2 separate regions of the Ovis aries genome follow, and region 2 is linked to region 1. The links are chromatin contacts, called in public Hi-C maps. All regions are on one chromosome and are shown on one strand. Each heading gives the region's core, a stretch centred on a gene start, on an enhancer-like site or on the middle of the called end of the contact. The rest is flanking DNA. Distances are from core to core; before and after follow the strand shown. Region 1 has its middle 75 kb from the start of RGS2. Region 2 holds the start of RGS2 (regulator of G protein signaling 2).

Region 1 (5,487 bases), core at 1,287-3,786:
TACCCAAGAGCATTCATACACTGTTAAGTGTGGTGAGACAAAGCACAGACCCTGTTCATCGTGTCTGTTTACATCACGCTCCTCTTTTATTGTGTGTAATGGATTTGTATATATCAAAATAATTTTGGAAGTTCAAACTTAAAGCACTTATTGGTTTATTAATATAAATTTTCTAAGTTAATCTTGTTAGGTGCTTCTGTCCATGGTTCTATTCTCAACCCAACTGTATTGCCTCATCCACACTTCACGTTGTTTCCCTTCTTCTTATTCCTATGAAAAGGGATAAAGGTCCCCAGAGACTGGAGCCACTCTAGAGATCTGCTAAGTTAAAGACCCATACACAACTCTGTCAAGTCAAAGGAATGCTGCCCAGTATGCTTTGTAATAAATCTCTTTTTTATTGTAAAAGTAATGCATGCTGTCACAGAAAACTTAGAAATATAGTAAAATCACACACAACGAAGCCATTCCATGAGGATATATGGTCACTTCTGGGTACATTTTCTTCCAGTCCTCTTGTTTGACTTTCCTCATTGTGCACATAGACAGGTAATTGTTTTCCCAACACAGCTAAGATCACATGTATAGGTACTTTCTGACTGTATTTTTTGTTGTTGTTAAATTTCACTTTGTTCTCAGTGGACATTAAGAGGATCAAGACACATTTAGCTAAGCAATCCAAATCCTTCTTTACATAACATAACTGCATTGAGAGCAGATGAACCTGTATATAGTTTATTATTTACTTTGCTATTTCTCAGTGGTCTCCTTAGGTTTGCTTTCTGCTTTCAATATTCTCTTCCATGATCAGATATTACCCAAAGTATTATCTAATCAGAATAAACTCTTCAAATGTGAAGTTTATTTCTGCTTTCACCATGGCTCTGAGTCAAAAATGATCAAACTGCTAGAAGAGGTGAATAAAATGAGTAAAAAATCTCCTGGCACAATAATCATCTGTAGCTACATCAGCCTGAATAATCCATTTGGGATTTTACTTGTGTCTGAGAACATCTGCTACAAACATTACTTTCTGTATATCCAAGTAATATTGAAACATTTACTGAAATTGCTAGTGGATCAATATCAAATGCTTGGTATGTAGAGTGTGGAAGATGCAGTTCAAATGCTAGGAGGATCAGAATTTTTAGTTTCTGACTTCAATATGCTAATGCCTAATCAGGGACAGGAAGAAAGAATATTATAAAATGAATATTTGCTACTGGCCTCTATTTTGGATATGGTAGGTACTCTACATAATAAATCCTTACAAGTCTACAAATAAGTATCTTCCACGTCTGCTAAATTCTGCCAGTTTTATCTCCTGATAGATGCATTGTATTGAATACATATTGACCAAAACCAGACTTATTTTTGTCACCCAGCAAACAGTATGCTTGGAAAGAGTCCAGGACTGGTACAACTGTTCTGGAAAATTGATAAAGCTCCATAGAGAAATCTGGGGAATTATCTTACTGGGCATAATGTCACCCTAAACAAAGGAGAAGATGTTAATAATGACGAAGGGGATAATGGATGCTTCTAGAATCTCCCCACCCCCATTCCCATGCCTACCTGGACTAGGCCAACATCCTATCTTTCTTGAATTCCTACGATTGTCCTGTAATGGGTCATTTAACCTCTGTCTTGCACAACTCCCATCCACTTCAGCTGAGCGACCTTCCTGGAATACAAACACGAGCTGTCACTCACTGTGTAAAGCACTTCAGTGGCTCTTCATTGCTCTCACATTAAAGTTGAAACTCCTTAAAGGCATTTAAATGTTTTCAAGATTTGAACATGATTACATCTTTATTCTCTGGGTTACACACTACATTTTAGCCACAGTATGTTTTCGTCTTAAAGGCACCCATCTTGTGCAGCTGTCAGCCTCTATACAGGCTTTCTTTGTGCATTTAAAGAGAAACTCATTACAGGTATTTAAACTAAATTCTAATTTTTAAATATGAGCCAACTCTCTGGCCAAATACGACAGTTCTACTGCTGGAATCCACTCACTTTATACCAGTGTGCCATCTTTGAACCATTCCTTTGGCCTGAAGTATTCTCTTTTACAGAATTCATTTCATTCCAACCCTTATTTTCTGCTTTTTGTTTCTCTAACTTCTCATTTTTCCGGTCACACTTGTTATATCATTTCCTTCTAGATCTGGGTTCCCAGTTCTGGGGTGACTTCCCGCCCCCACCCCAGCCCTGGCCTGCTCTCTGGCACCGCATGTCACTGAGCTGCCAGTAGGATGAGGAGCTCAGAGGACTGGGGTCATTTCTGTCTCCATCATGTATTCATGGAATCACCATGTTTCATGGGCCCCTCCTACGTAGTGGGGCATCATCTGGGGCACAGATGGCTGAGCACTAATCAGGCCTCACCCTGCATTTGGGCAGACAAGAAGACAGTGACCCTTTCATAGCAGCTGTGCAGAGAAAATCCCAGGGCCTCACTGGTCAGGACAGTACACCCTTTCCCCACTTCCCTTTCTCTCTCTGTGAGGCTTTGCTGTGCTTCCTGCTTTGGCCTCTGAAAGCGAAGAGCGTGCCAAGGGTCCCCTCTGTCTGCCTGCCAAGTTCCCTCATCCTCAGATTCCTTCTATCCTTTCTTCTACTCAAAAGACAAAGGGGTTTCTGAAGGAAGATCCAGGTCTGGTTTTTTTCCAAGCTTGGCCAGAGCTCCTGGCAGGTTCCTCCTGGGCCATCTGGTTCAGTTCCAAGAGCCTCTCAGGAACATCCATAGCTGGAGAGCAACCCATCCCTCCTGAGGGCTGGGACAGGCCACGTGAGTCCCCCTTGCTCATGGCCTGCTGCACGTTTCAGCAGTGAACGTGTCCAGGCCCTGAGGAAGCAAGGTACCCAGATAACCTGCCTTCGAGCCCTGCACACGTGCTCTGCGGGTTCTGCCTCCTCTTTTGCAACTGCCGTGATTCTCTCCTGCTTGTTAAGACTGGTCCATGTGGATTCTCCCTCTTCTATTCCTCAGGCCAGCACAGCCTGTGGCATTTCATAAATACCTGCTGAATGGAATTGTACTGAGAGGACCATGTGAGCTCTAAGAGTTCAAATACCCGTCTCAGAGTAGACAACTAGTCCAGCATGGTTGCGTTCAGAGTTTGAATCCAGTCTGTCTGATTTAATTGTATCACATGAGTCCCCCATTCCAAGCTGGATTTAAAAAATGAAGTTAACACAAGGGTTGTTTCATATCATTACACTATAGATGGGTTGAACAATGGAGAGGACCCATGGTAGACAGGTTAGTAAGGACAACTCCCATCTCAACTGTGCTCTGAGATGTACTCTCAACTGTGCTTTAGAATTTGGAACAGATGAATGGATAAGGAAGTTGTGGTACATATACACATGGAATATTACTCAGCTATAAAAAGGAATTCATTTGGCATTTGAGTCAGTTCTAATGTGGTGGAGACTCTACACATTGACATCATCAGATGGTCAATACCGAAATCAGATTGACTATACTCTATTGAGCTAAAGATGGAGAAGCTCTATACAGTCAGCAAAAACAAGACTGGGAGCTGACTATGGCCCAGATCATGAACTCCTTATTGCCAAATTCAGACTCAAATTGAAGAAAGTAGGGAAAACCACTAGACCATTCAGGTATGACCTAAATCAAATCCCTTATGATTATACAGTGGAAGTGACAAATAGATTCAAGGGATTAGATATGATAGAGTGCCTGAAGAACTATGGACAGAGGTTCGTGACATTGTACAGGTGATAGTTATCAAGACCATCCCCAAGAAAAAGAAATGGAAAAAGGCAAAATGGTTGTCTGAGGAGGCCTTACAAATAATTGAGAAAACAAAAGATGCAAAAGGTGAAGGAAAAAAGGAAAGATATATCCATTTGAATGAAGTGTTCCAAAGAAAAGCAAGGAGAGATTAAAAAAAAAAACCTTTCTCAGTGCAAAGAAATAGAGGAAAACAATAGAATGGGAAAGACTAGAAATCTCTTCAAGAGAATTAGAGATACTAAGGGAACATTTCATGCAAAGATGAGCACAATAAAGAACAGAAATGGTATGGACCTAACAGAAGCAGAAGATATTAAGAAGAGGTGGCAAGAATACCCAGAAGAACTATACAAAAAAGATCTTCATTACCCAGATAACCATGATGGTGTGATCACTCACCTACAGCCAGACATCCTAGAATGCAAAGTCAAGTGGGCCTTAGGAAGCATCACTACAAACAAAGAAAGCTAGTGGAGGTGATGGAATTCCAGTTTAGCTATTTTAAATCCTAAAAGATGATGCTCTGAAGGTGCTGCACTCAGTATGCCAGCAAATCTGGAAAACCCAGCAATGACCACAGGACTGGAAAAGGTCAGTTTGCATTCCAATCCCAAAGAAAGGCAATGCCAAAGAATGCTCAAACTACCGCACAATTGCACTCATCTCACACGCTAGAAAGTAATGCTCAAAATTCTCCAAGCCAGGCTTCAGCAGTACGTGAACCGTGATTTTCCAGGTGTTCAAGCTGGTTTTAGAAAAGGCAGAGGAACCAGAGATCAAATTGCCAACATCTGTTGGATCATTGAAAAAGCAAGAGTTCCAGAAAAACATCTCCTTCTGCTTTGTTGACTACACCAAAGCCTTTGACTGTGTGGATCACAACAAACTGTGGAAAATTCTTTGAGATGAAAATACCAGACTACCTGACCTGCCTCCTGAGAAATCTGTATGCAGGTCAAGAAGCAACACTTACAACTCGACATGGAACAACAGACTGGTTCTAAATCGGGAAAGGAATTCGTCAAGGCTGGATATTGTCACCCTGCTTATTTAACTAAGATCATGGCATCTGGTCCTGTCACTTCAAGACAAATAGATGGGGAAACAGTGGAAACAGTGAGAGACTTAATTTTTGGGGCTCCAAAATCTCTGCAGATGGTGACTGCAGCCATGAAATTAAAAGATGCTTGCTCCTTGGAAGAAAAGCTATGACCAACCTAGACAGCATATTAAAAAGCAGAGATATTACTTTGCCAACAAAGGTCTGTCTAGTCAAAGCTATGCTTTTTTCAGTAGTCATGTATGGATGTGAGAGTTGGACTGTGAAGAAAGCTGAGTGCTGAAGAATCGATGCTTTTGAACTGTGGTGTTGAAGAAAACTCTTGAGGGTCCCCTGGACTACAAGGAGATCCAACCAGTCCATCCTAAAGGATATCAGTCCTAGATGTTCATTGGAAGGACTGATGCTGAAGCTGAAATGGCCATACTTTGGCCACCTGATGTGAAGAACTGACTCATTTGAAAAGCCCCTGATGCTGGGAAAAATTGAAGGCAGGAGGAGAGGGGGACAACAGAGGCTGAGATGGTTGGATGGCATCACCGACTCTATGGATATGAGTCTGAGTAAGCTCCGGGAGTTGGTGATGGACAGGGAGGCCTGGCCTGCTGCAGTCCATGAGGTTGCAAAGAGTCGGACCCAACTGAGCAACTGAACT
Region 2 (5,487 bases), core at 1,673-4,172, 75 kb after region 1:
ACATCGTTATCTTTCAGTCTCAAGCTCCTGCTTTTCCAGCATGAGACACACCACATTTAGACCACACTCTCTCTCTCTGTGCTCCATCAGTTACGGAAGCCGACCCAGTACCAGCTTCTCCTACGAGGCGACCAGCTTCCTGATTCACTACCCAGCTCTGAATCAATAGTTCTGAGTGATGTTTCCTGAACACCCAGGCTGAATTCAAGGTCAGTCTTTTTGGCAGGTGACAGCCTTTCCCCTTTTAGGAAAAAAAATGAAAAGTCCTCCGTTTCTGGGCTCCTGCTTTCATCTCATGTGGCATGGGGTTCTGTGGTGATCTGCGGCTTTTTACACAAGTCCTGGTAGAATTCTGACTCCAAGAAACGCGGGTAAGAGTTGTTTTCCATCAAGCTGTACACCCTTTTCTGGGCAGTTGTGAAGCAGCCACTGGTAGCTTCCTGTATGTTTTGGGCAATCAGAGTTTTGGTTTGAAAGTCTATGTTGATCTGAAAGAAAACAACAAAGTTTTATTCCACATTAAGAGTCAGAAGTTGAAATATATGTAGTATTTGAAAACAAACAAAAAAACCCCCAAACTATAATGTGTGGCCAGTGTCACCGGCTAAGTCAGTGAAGAAATATAATTAACCTCACTGAGAGCCAGAAATAGGGGAAAAACAGCCTACTCACCCACCCCCCTTTAACTTGAGGTCTCTTTAAATTATTTTCACTTTGGTGCTGAGGATGTTCAAAATATGCTGAAATAAGGAACTTTTTCCCCCTTTACCTCTTTTGGAGCTTCTTTTTCTATGAAGTCAGTATATATTTTCTTTGCTTTTGAGGACAGCTTTTGGGGTGACTTGGTTTTTTTGAAGTCTTCACAGGCCAGCCAGAATTCAATATTTTCTTCACAGTATTCAGATTTTAAAAAAGCCCTGAATGCAGCAAGACCATCTGGGGGAGGGAAGGAAGAAAGCATGCAGAAACTGCATTGAGTGTTCAAATATTCCCTTATGTGTTTTCCTAGAAATCCCACTCCCCTGGTCCCATATTTTATTATTGCCAGATGGCAGCAATTTTCTTGAGTTTACTCAAACCTGTAATTGTCAAAATTTAGCTCTTTAAAGACTAAGATGCCAGTCAGCAAAATGCGTGAGTTGGCACACTACTACAAAAATATAAACTTAGCTTTGCTGTTAACACAACTGATAGGGGAGCCATAAGTTCTTTGGGAATGAAGCCGCTTGAAAACATTGTTTGCAATGGAAAAGCTGACTCAACCTTAAGAGACAGCAACTGCCATTACAATCTGGGGCTATTTCCCCCCACTCCCCACCTAGAGTGAAAAAGCCACGCATTTCCCTGGTTAATCACCGGGAAATAAAGGAGAAAAATAGGCCCCATGGAACAGGGATTGTAAAGTCAAACTCTCCTTGGGCAAGCTGCTCTTGCTGTGTAGACACAACCAAACCATACTCTCCTGATACTTGAAATGGATCCAATTCAAGAGGTTAACTTACATTTACTGGCTAGCAGCTCATCAAATGCTTCTGACCATAGCTGGGCTTCCTCGGGAGAAGGCCTGCAAAAGAAGTCTGCACATCAGCTCCTGCTAGCCAGAGGTTCCCTCTTCAGCTCAGCAGTGAGCTGTGCATATTGGCAAGCACAAGATTTTCAACTTACTTGATGAAGGTTTGCTGTTTGCTTTTCTTGCCAGTTTTGGGCTTCCCAGGAGAGGAGGAATTTTGCAAGAAGTAGCTCAAACGGCTCTTCCAATCTTTTAATCTACAAAAGAAAAAAAAAAAAGATACTCACTTAGCAGCAACACTTGAAACTGCCATTGCAGCTGAAGGCATTTTTACCAAATAAAGTCGCCCCCAGTAGCTATAGACAAGCCAAATAAGACAAAACAACTCCTCCAGTCAGTCTTACTCCTTTAATCCAGCATCTAAGTACTCAACACACTAGTTTCATCCACTCATCTGAACATAATTATTAGTTTTATAAGTAAGGATAGGACGACCTACAATTATAGGGTATTTTAATGAATTTAGTTTGCATAGTTCAAAGGCAGATGCTATTTCTGGCCCACAAAAGGCAGCCAGTTTTTCTGCAACGGTTAATTACAATTCTGAGACATTTCACACTTGAGGAAGCCCACAGTGGACCTGCCCTGAGCCAGCCCAGGCTCGTTTTCCTTCTGCTCTCAGAGCAGGGGGCTTGGGACCACCCGAGAAGCTGTGCACAATGAAGTGTGTGTGCGAGATTGACCGCCCCCTCCCCCAACTTCAGCACTCATTTTAAGAAGGTGATGCAGAACAATTATTTGTTCCACACTCTTGAGTGGGTGAGACTTGCTGTTCAATTAAAAAAAATTAAAAGTATATCTAGGATCAGCAAAAATATCTCCATCCCAGCAGTCGTGTAAGCAGATCAGAATTTACGGTGCCTCTCAAGAAGGCCGGGGGCGCGTGGCTGCAGGATTCTCCGAAGTCATTTTCGATGCAGGGAGACAAAAAGCCAACCAGCATCTATCTCCGCCCCTGCATCAAGAATTTTCTGCAGTTTCTAAACTCTACCCGAGTCCTTCAATAAATACCTACACCACACAGGTTTAAACGTAACTTCACAAATTAACCTTTTACACACACACACACATTTTTTCTTTTTCTTTTTTTCCTGCAGAGATGCAGGCAGGCTACCCAGTTCCCATGCCCAGCGCGAGTGTACCGCGTTTGCAGCCGCCCGGGACAGCTGGGTCCGCAGGGGCGGCCAGTCAGGGAGGAAGAAAGCCGCACTCACAGGGTTCGCTTCATCTTCTCTCGCTTCTCCTCGTTCTTGGGGCCGGTGCCAGCGCCTTTGTCCATGGGTCCGCAGTCGTGCTGGACAGCCAGGAACATAGCACTTTGCATTATCTCCCTCCACCTGGGAACGCCGCTCTGGGGAGACCGGACCGCCGGCACCCGTATTTATATAATTGGAGGCAGGGCGAAGGCGGGGCTCACGGCGCCGGTCCCTCCCCCGGCGGGCACCGATTGGCCGACGGCGGCCGCGGGCCGCGCGGTCACGGGCGCCGCCGAAGGGTCTGGAAACCCGGGGCCCGCTGACGTCCGCTTCCCGGGCGTCGTGCGCAGTCGGGCCGGACGCCCGCCCTCGTGTGGGGTCAGAGAAAATTCCCTTTTGAACGGTCAAAGGCGACCTTTGCCCAGTCGTGGCGGCCGGCCGTGGGGTCGCAGGGCCGTGGCGGGCAGGGAGCCAGGTTGGCTGCAGGCACGGCGGGGGCGCTCGCTCCCCGCCTCTTCCCTGTCTCATTCCCTCCCCCGCGCTCCAGAGCTCCTGACCCCCAAAGGAGCCGTGATTCCAAGCAGGTAAAGGTTGTTTATTGGGAAGCCGAATGCAGTAACCTTATTTTGAATTAGGTTTAAAAGGGGATGTGTTTTTGGAGCGCAAGCCCTCGCTCCGCGCCTCCTTTCTTGATGTGAGAACTGACCCTCACCTGTTCTTTGAGACGCCTTTTAATTTGGGGAAGGAAACAGAATGGGAGGAACAGTGAGAGTCCAGGGGCAGTGGTGTGATCTGTTCTGCAGCGTGCCCAAGCATCCTGGAGCTCTGTGGGGAATGCACATTGGTCAGGGAGGGAAGAGGAGAAAGTGCTTTAACTGGGTGTGCGGTTTTGATTACCAGCAGGTTCGTGGCTGGGTCGGTCCGTGGGGTTGCAGACTTATTTCTCAGGAGTCCTTGGCTGCTTCTCCTTCCAGAACAAAAAAAGAAATCACAGCTCTTAACAAGGAAACACCACGAGCTCGCAGCTATCGTGCACCAGAATCATTTTAGTGTAAAAGAGCAAGCATGCAGGATTTCCTCCTGAGTCACTCTTAGTTGGCTTAGAATTTGCCAGAACACTTTAATTGGCAAAAAAAGAGAGATGGGGGTGGAGGGAGGGAGGCGTTTACAGCTTCTTTGAATAAGCTTAATGTCTTGATTCGTCAGAAATCATCTTGCTGTAGCAGGATTTAAGTGGTTTGATTGGTAAGGGTAAGTAGATAACTGCCACTCCAAAATGACTTGAGTTCAAATACCGTTATTAGAATTGTACAGTGGAATATTCAGGTGGTTTTTCCTGAAGCATCTAAGTAGGCAGATTAACAGCAAGGCTTTTGTTCTGTCCCTAAGTCATTTCTGACTGCAGTCGCATGGGCTGCAACTTGCCAGGCTTCCCTGTTCTTCATCTCCTGGTGTTTGCTCAAACTCATGTCCCTTGAGTCTGTGATGCCATCTAACCATCTCATTCTCTGCCACCCTCTTCTCCTGCCCTCAATCTTTCCCAGCATCAGAGTCTTTCCCAGTCAGTCTGCTCCTGGCATCAGCTGGCCAAAGTATTGGAGCTTCAGCATCAGTCCTTCCAATGAATACTGAGGGTTCATTTCCTTAAGGATTGACGGGTTTGATCGCTTTGCTGGGAGACCCTGAAGAGTCTTCTGCAGTGCAACAATTTGAAAGCAGCAATTCTTTGGTGCTCAGCCTTCTTTATGGTCCAACTCTCACATTCATACATGACTACTGGGAAAACCATAGCTTTGACTATAGGGACCTATGTCAGCAAAGTGATGTCTCTGCTTTGTTAATTCAGGCTGCATGTATATTCTTTACTTTGTCTTAGAGCTGTTAAAAGAAAATTGGAACTAATTTACCATATTCTTATGATGAGCTACCAGTAGTTGGAGCTCCAAGTTTGACTTGGGGAGTAAAACCTACAGTTAATACTAAAGAGAACAGCCGTGTACTCAGTTATGGAAAGGAAAAATCATTTAGATTTCAGTAATAAATATTTGAAAGCAAGTTTGTGAAAGGTAAGAATATAATTTTTCTCAAGCATATGCTCTTGATCTCTAAAAGAACTTTACGTATTTCCTACAGCTAATTTCACTTTCTGATGATTAAGTACTTATTTGTTAAATATGTGTAATATGTAAACATTTGCTTTTCTTGCTAGTATAAACCTCAATATATTTTTCACTTAGAATTTTGGATGGTAGAATTCACTCATAGTGGGAAAAGCAGGAGTTCTCACAAAGAGGCAGCAAGGAGAGCCGGACTTGTGTCAGGAGACCTAGTTAGAGTCTTGGCTTCACCAGTAAATACTAAGTAACTATTGGGACAGTCCCATCCCACCTCCTAAGCACCAGTGTCTCATCTCTAGTAAGAGTAATGTGTCTTTCTCATCAACCTCATTGGGTATTATGTGAATCTTTCATGAAAGGCCTTTGTAAATTTTAAAGTACTCTACAAAAGTTTGTCTTTCCTAATTTGCATATGTGGGGAAAAGGAAATAACTGAAGCATAGTTATTCCAGGTAGAAAAATCATTAAAAGATTAATTCAGAGTGAAGTTATGAATGTTAAGCACTGTTAAAATTCAAGATACTGTCGCAGCTTTGTAGAATATTGGACTCATGATAGATACTTAATGTTCTCTGGGTAAAAAACCAAAAAAAAAAAAAAAAAA

What was found. A called contact is a pair of places that touch in the nucleus more often than the background predicts.
Region 2: a contact with region 1 is called in a Hi-C map of hypothalamus, with 2.0 times the contacts expected there. The contact joins the promoter of RGS2 here to the enhancer-like site in region 1. A contact is called at or near these places in 3 of 16 Hi-C or Micro-C datasets (blood and hypothalamus).

The regions. Positions count from the first base shown.
Region 1 is chr12:11,548,370-11,553,856 of ARS-UI_Ramb_v3.0, forward strand. No RefSeq gene overlaps it. Among named protein-coding and RNA genes, the nearest start is that of RGS2, 75 kb to the right of the region's middle. Within about 2 kb of position 2,537, at least 17 of the 54 cell types and tissues checked have an H3K27ac peak or open chromatin away from gene starts, as enhancers often do. A contact at or near this core is called in hypothalamus, where this site is marked.
Region 2 is chr12:11,623,126-11,628,612 of ARS-UI_Ramb_v3.0, forward strand. RGS2 (regulator of G protein signaling 2) reads right to left here and starts at 2,923. Exons shown (of 5, transcript XM_004013586.5): 1 at 2,785-2,923; 2 at 1,666-1,767; 3 at 1,503-1,564; 4 at 770-936; 5 at 1-488. The coding sequence starts at 2,894. The coding sequence ends at 294. It overlaps LOC105611804 (a long non-coding RNA gene), which reads left to right and starts at 3,088. Exons shown (of 8, transcript XR_009595661.1): 1 at 3,088-3,350.